Regions from separate parts of the Mus musculus genome. Here region 1 is linked to region 2. The links are chromatin contacts, called in public HiChIP or PLAC-seq maps. All regions are on one chromosome and are shown on one strand. Each heading gives the region's core, a stretch centred on a gene start, on an enhancer-like site or on the middle of the called end of the contact. The rest is flanking DNA. Distances are from core to core; before and after follow the strand shown.

Region 1 (2,700 bases), core at 63-2,562, 60 kb before region 2:
TAATTGAGACACCGCAGTTAAACCCAGCTTCCAGTTTGTCTAGCAAGAGGCCACTCTGTATGTAAGCCCCTTAGTTTTAAGCCATCCGTGAGCCATCCATGAGCAGGACAGGCCCAAAGTTTGAGCTTGGCCACATGGGGAAAGTCACAGTTCAGAGTTGCCACACTTCACAGAGTCTTCAAGGGTTCCAGGGACTGGTATAGCACTGTATAAAATGTCATTCAGTCCTCAGGACAGACTACCCCTTGGGGCAAGGTGTTACCCACAGCCATCATCAAAGAGACACGGCTCAGAGATCAATGTTAACTAAACCAGTTTGTGTCAGGGATGGAACATAATCCCGTGTCCCCCAAGACCCTCGTTAACTCAAAAACACTGCTACAGAGCTGTGAGCTCGCTCAGGGCAGGGGCAGCACTGGTCATGGGCAAACCTAGGGCTCAGCCTTATTCCTCTGCCCTGTGTGTGCCCCTCTGGGGTACTTCTAAAGCAACCTATGAAGTGCTCTGAGCCTCAGTTTCCCTCACTTAAAAATGATGACTGTCTACCACTTAGAGCAGCTGGGTTGAAAACCTTAAGGAGAACACAGTGGCCAGGACAAAGAAGCAACCAAAAATAATATGAACGTTTATGATTGTTTATCGGCTCTAAGAACCCTTCCTGCTCCTTTGACTGCGTCTAGGACTCTGAAGTATGCCCATGGCTTCCTCCCTGGGGAAGTTGATGAGTGGAAAATTGGGGTTCGGTGCTTGGGTCCTGGCCTCGGGTATTCTGTGCCCCGCTGTCTTACCAGATGAAAGACAAAGAGAGAAAATGCCCCGTTAAAGAGTCTCCTAGCAGGGACCAGATCAACCAGAGCTGGATCCCGGCAGCTCCTGTATGTCCCCTATTAAAAGTGTCAATCAGGTATGCACTCTGGGATTCGGTCAACAAATACAGTCAACGCTTTCCGGTGTCTGTGCCTGGAACTCCCGGCCCTGCCTGGAATAAGGAAACCGGGATCCTTTCGTCCAGAAAAGGCCGTCCAAGCTCAGGATTGTTTCACTCTGGGACCAAGCAAACCCGCGGCAAGTGTACAGAATCCCTGAGGCCCAGCACCAAGTCCCCTCTCGGGACCTCGGGTGGGTGGCACATCTTCGCGGTCCCCGCGGTCCCCGCGGTCCGTACTTACCTAGGGCGCTCTGCAACAGGAACAGGAGTAGGGGCGCCCACCGGTCGGCCCGCCACATTTCGGTCCCTGGGGTCCCCGCCGCCCGCCGCAAGGCCCCTGGGCGGCAGGTGACAAGGGCGGCGGCCCAGGGAGGAGGAGCCTCCGGCGGTGCCACCGGTGGGGATTCACCTAGGGCTGCCCCGCGTCGCCTGCCGTGGGTGGGGGCGGGGCTCTCAGTAACATTTTTTAAAAATCAGACAAGAAATCCAGTTCTGGGGTTCCGTTGAGGAGTAAATAGCACCTAGGGTAGAGTTCGAGGAGACTGGCAAGACTCCCGTTTTGCAGGCGGAGCGGGGGATGGCACCCAGCCTGTCTTGCGAGTTTCTTACTGAGTTTCTGCAGGAATTCCCGGCAGGCTTGTTACTCCCCGCCTACATCGCGGTAAAAGCTTGGAGGAGGCTGTCCTAAGCTGCAACGCGGTCTGTGTCGCTACTAACCAGAAAGGACATCGCTTCAGGCTTTGTTTTCTATCCTGGAGCAGGGGACACTTCATTCCACCACACAAACCATTCTAACTAGCCAAGTGGGAAACGCTGGTTTTGTAAACAGAAGGGCCGAAACCAGAAACCTGCGAAACCACGGAAGGGGAAGCGGGATCTTTCTAAATTACTCTCCTTATAGGTAGAGTCGGGACAAGGCTAGGACAACAACGTGTGTGTGTGTGTGTGTGTGTGTGTGTGTGTGTGTGTGTGTGTGTCCTTTTGTGTGTAAGGATTAAGGGTTATGGACTTCATCTTCTGCATTTTGCCTGCACGGAGTGCGAATGGGGAGTTGGGGTGGATACCACATAGGTACATTGATATCTCTATGGAATTGTTGCAGAATACATACAAGATAGAAAAAGAACAAAAGCTGGACTTTTGGAAAGCAGGCCATTAGCTCAGGTTTCTCTTGATCTCCTGGGGGATTCAATAGACAGCTTAGTTTCTGTCTGGGGACCCAACTTTAACTCGAGTTATTTTGATTTGATTTTTTTTTTAAACTCTGCTCTGTTCAGGCCCAGCACAACAAGAGGTGTCTGGGATTTTTTAAACTACATTCGAGAAGCACAAAAACACATCCTAAAATTATGAGCTTTTTAAGGTACACACCTGCAATCCCAGCCCTGGGTTGATAGAGGTTGGGGGACCAGGAGTTCAAGGTTAACCTTGGCTATGTAAGAAATCAATCATTATGATCCATTTTCAGTATAAGGTGTGTTTAGGGCTCGTCAGAGATGGTGGAGGGGCTCTAGGCCCCTTTTTCCTCTGCCTAGCAGCTGGTGTCTGCTTCTCTAGGTATTGTCAGTGTGTTCTAGGGTTGAAAGTTACAGGTAGTCTGCCCGCCTGTAAGCTCACATATCAGAAAAGGAAAGGTTTGTGTCCTGTACCATTTAGATAAGGAATTCCGGAAGGGGACAATACTAGACAGCAGGTAGATTTTAGCTCCCTGAAGAATTCAGCCAATGGGAACCAAAGAGAGCCGAGAAATGAGATTAGGGGCATAAAAACCA
Region 2 (2,700 bases), core at 39-2,538:
GGAAGAGCCAGTCTAGGATAAGTATGGTAAGATTGGGATGAGGGGTGGTTGAAAATGGCAGAGTAATTTCCTTCTTGCTGACGCTCTCAAGGACGAGTAGACAGCGATGCTCAAAGCTAGGAGGTGCGTGGACACTGGACATCGAGGAAAGTTGCCAAGAGAGTATAGGTGCTTGCTCCTGAGAGCCCTAGGGGAGAGAGTTGGAGTTGAGAAACACTTGGGAGTTCAGTGGCTGAAAACCTTTGTGTTGTGGTGGTGGGCTGGCTACCTCCTAGTGACAGGGGACCTGTGATCAGCCTCTCTTTTCTGAACCGCTAAAGGGATGGGTCTATCTTGAGAGGAGAGGGTCAGCCCAGGCCAGGGCCAGCAGACAGGGCAGGAACACAATATTGACAACATTATTACCCCAGCAGGTATCTGGGTAAGAAAGTGTGCTGGTGCCTCAGGGTTCGGGTATCAGAGAACTGAATAGGGCTTTGAAAGCCCGGGTAGGTTTTTACCCGTTCCATCTGCTCCCTTCACAATTCTGAGAGAAATGCAGATCACTCAAGGAAATAAGGAGAGACGTCCGTCGATTCAGGGGTGTCCTTGTGGAGTCTGGAGCTCACCTGAGGGTCTGGGAAGGTCCACTGGAGAAGGAAACATAACCTCCCTTCATAGACACAGAGCTCTGAGCTGCCCCATGAGGCAGGTAGGGTGAAGCCCTGCAGCTTGGAAGCATAAGAACGGGAATTTGCGACCACGTGGGCACACTCCAAGCCCTGCGCTCCTGACCATGATGCCCACCTCCACCCATTGGGAAAGGTCTTGGGAGGGTCGTATCCTTTAAGACTCGATGGTGGTCACGGGGTGGCCCTATCTGCTCCAGATCAGCACAACTATCTACTTTGTTCATACCTCACAACGGTCTTTCTCTCCCTTAAGGTGTGTTCTTGACGTTCCTCTGATGCTGCGGTCCCGGGAGCCATCCTTAAATCCTATCTAGTCATTCCTCCTGCCGTGCTTCAGCGGTTGGTCACGCTGCCCAACCTGATTTCCGTTCCAGGGCTATGGAAAACACCATGCTGGCCACAGCCCCCTAAACATGGGTGTGAGAGAGGAGCCAAGTCAATTTGCAAGTCGAATGACCCTGAAGCCGTGGGACTTCAGCGAGAGAGTTCGCTCAAACCGTTAACTCCCCCAGTCCTGGAAGTTAGGGAAAACGGTCTCTTTCAGATTGGTAGGTCGGCTGTCTCCAAGGTGACCCACATGTGCTGCTTCAGCTGGTTGGGTTAAAGTGTTAAAGAGAGGCGGGTCTGCGTGGACTCCGCCCAATAGGAGAGCTCGCCACTAAGCCATGTGGTCACAGGAGGGCCAATCAGAGCCTTGCAAGGACTACTGCTCCTGGGGCATAGGGGGGCAGCAAAATCGCTTTGAGAGTTATCAAAAATAGTACTTCTAGTCCTAGGTCGTTGTGAGCGTTGGAAGGGACACACGTAGCCACCCTCACACCCAGTCACACACTTGAGGCCCTTAATGGTTTGTCGTTGGACTAGAAGCTCTCTCGGACTCTGGTCACCTACCCCAGAGAAGATCGCAACTGGCTCTCTTCTGTTTCTTAAGCTTTGAGCCTCGCACAACCTAGCAAGGACTGGTGCTGGCAGGACCACGGGCTTCTCACCTCATGGGCCCAGGCAGGACGAAGCGGCTTCCTCAGCCATACAAGCACGGATGCCCTAGCTCAGTTTTGAACTTGGGTTTGTATTCCAAAGGAAGCCTGAGGCAGGAAGATTGGAAATTCAAAGGCCAGCTTAAGCTACATACCAAGACCCTGTGTCAAACAAACAAACAAACACCAGAAAAGTCTAACTGAGCCTCACATTCAGGTCTGGTGTGGATGGCTATTTCACGTATGTTCTCTTGGCTCATTGCAAGCCTAGAACCGCAGAGAGGGCATATCTTCTTAACACGGTAGGCCATGATAGGCAAGAACTGGTGAGACCATTTCCTAACGTCTCCTTGCCCGGCTGCCTGATGTCATGAGTGGGTTCCCCAAGTGACACTGCTTAAGCCAGGACAAACCATCTGTTCTCCCAGAGGAGTATTTAAGAGAACAGTGGGAGTCTGGGGGCTCCCCCTGACAGACCTGTGGGGTTCTCCCAGCCTTCGAGGTTGGTGGGGTGGCAGTGGACATCACAGACTCAGGAACCAGAGCTACGCAGTGAGACCTCATCTCAAAAACCCAAGCAAGCAAGCGAACAAAAATATGAATACTAAATAAGGTAGAGGGCTATCGGGGAAGACATCCAGTGTTGACCTCTAGCCTCCACACAGACACACTGTGTGCAACTGCATATGTAAGCCTACCACACGAAGGAAGGAAGGAAGGAAGGAAGGAAGGAAGGAAGGAAGGAAAGAAGGAAAGAAGGAAAGAAGGAAAGAAGGAAAGAAGGAAAGAAGGAAAGAAGGAAAGAAGGAAGGAGAAGGGGAGGGAGGGAAGGAAATTAGGAAGTTAGGAAGGAAAGAAGGAAGGAAGGAAGGAAGGAGATTGGGAGAGAAAGAGAAGCACCAAAGGAGGGAAGGAAGGAGAAGTTAGGAAGGAGGGAAGGAAGGAGAGAGGGAGAGAGGAAAGGAAAGAAGGAAGGAAGGAAGGGCTTGACAGTTTGGAAAACTGAGTTCAAGGGGGGATGGATTTTTCTAAGTTACCTGACTCTGGATTCC

Evidence for each region. HiChIP or PLAC-seq counts read pairs in DNA pulled down with a chosen protein or histone mark.
Region 1: an H3K27ac HiChIP or PLAC-seq map of embryonic stem cells shows a contact between it and region 2, with 11 read pairs. The contact joins the promoter of Ifnlr1 here to the promoter of 1700029M20Rik in region 2. A contact is called at or near these places in 5 of 39 promoter capture datasets (hippocampal neurons, liver, macrophages and 1 more), 4 of 484 Hi-C or Micro-C datasets (8-cell embryo, B cells and embryonic stem cells), 4 of 115 datasets of contacts at active chromatin or transcription factors (embryonic stem cells and memory CD8 T cells) and 3 of 9 other capture datasets (adipose tissue, liver and pancreatic islet).

Annotation. Positions count from the first base shown.
Region 1 is chr4:135,685,069-135,687,768 of GRCm38.p6, reverse strand. It overlaps Ifnlr1 (interferon lambda receptor 1), which reads right to left and starts at 1,312. Exons shown (of 7, transcript NM_174851.3): 1 at 1,170-1,312. The coding sequence starts at 1,227.
Region 2 is chr4:135,625,243-135,627,942 of GRCm38.p6, reverse strand. 1700029M20Rik (RIKEN cDNA 1700029M20 gene) reads right to left here and starts at 1,288. Exons shown (of 2, transcript NR_027909.1): 1 at 898-1,288; 2 at 1-187.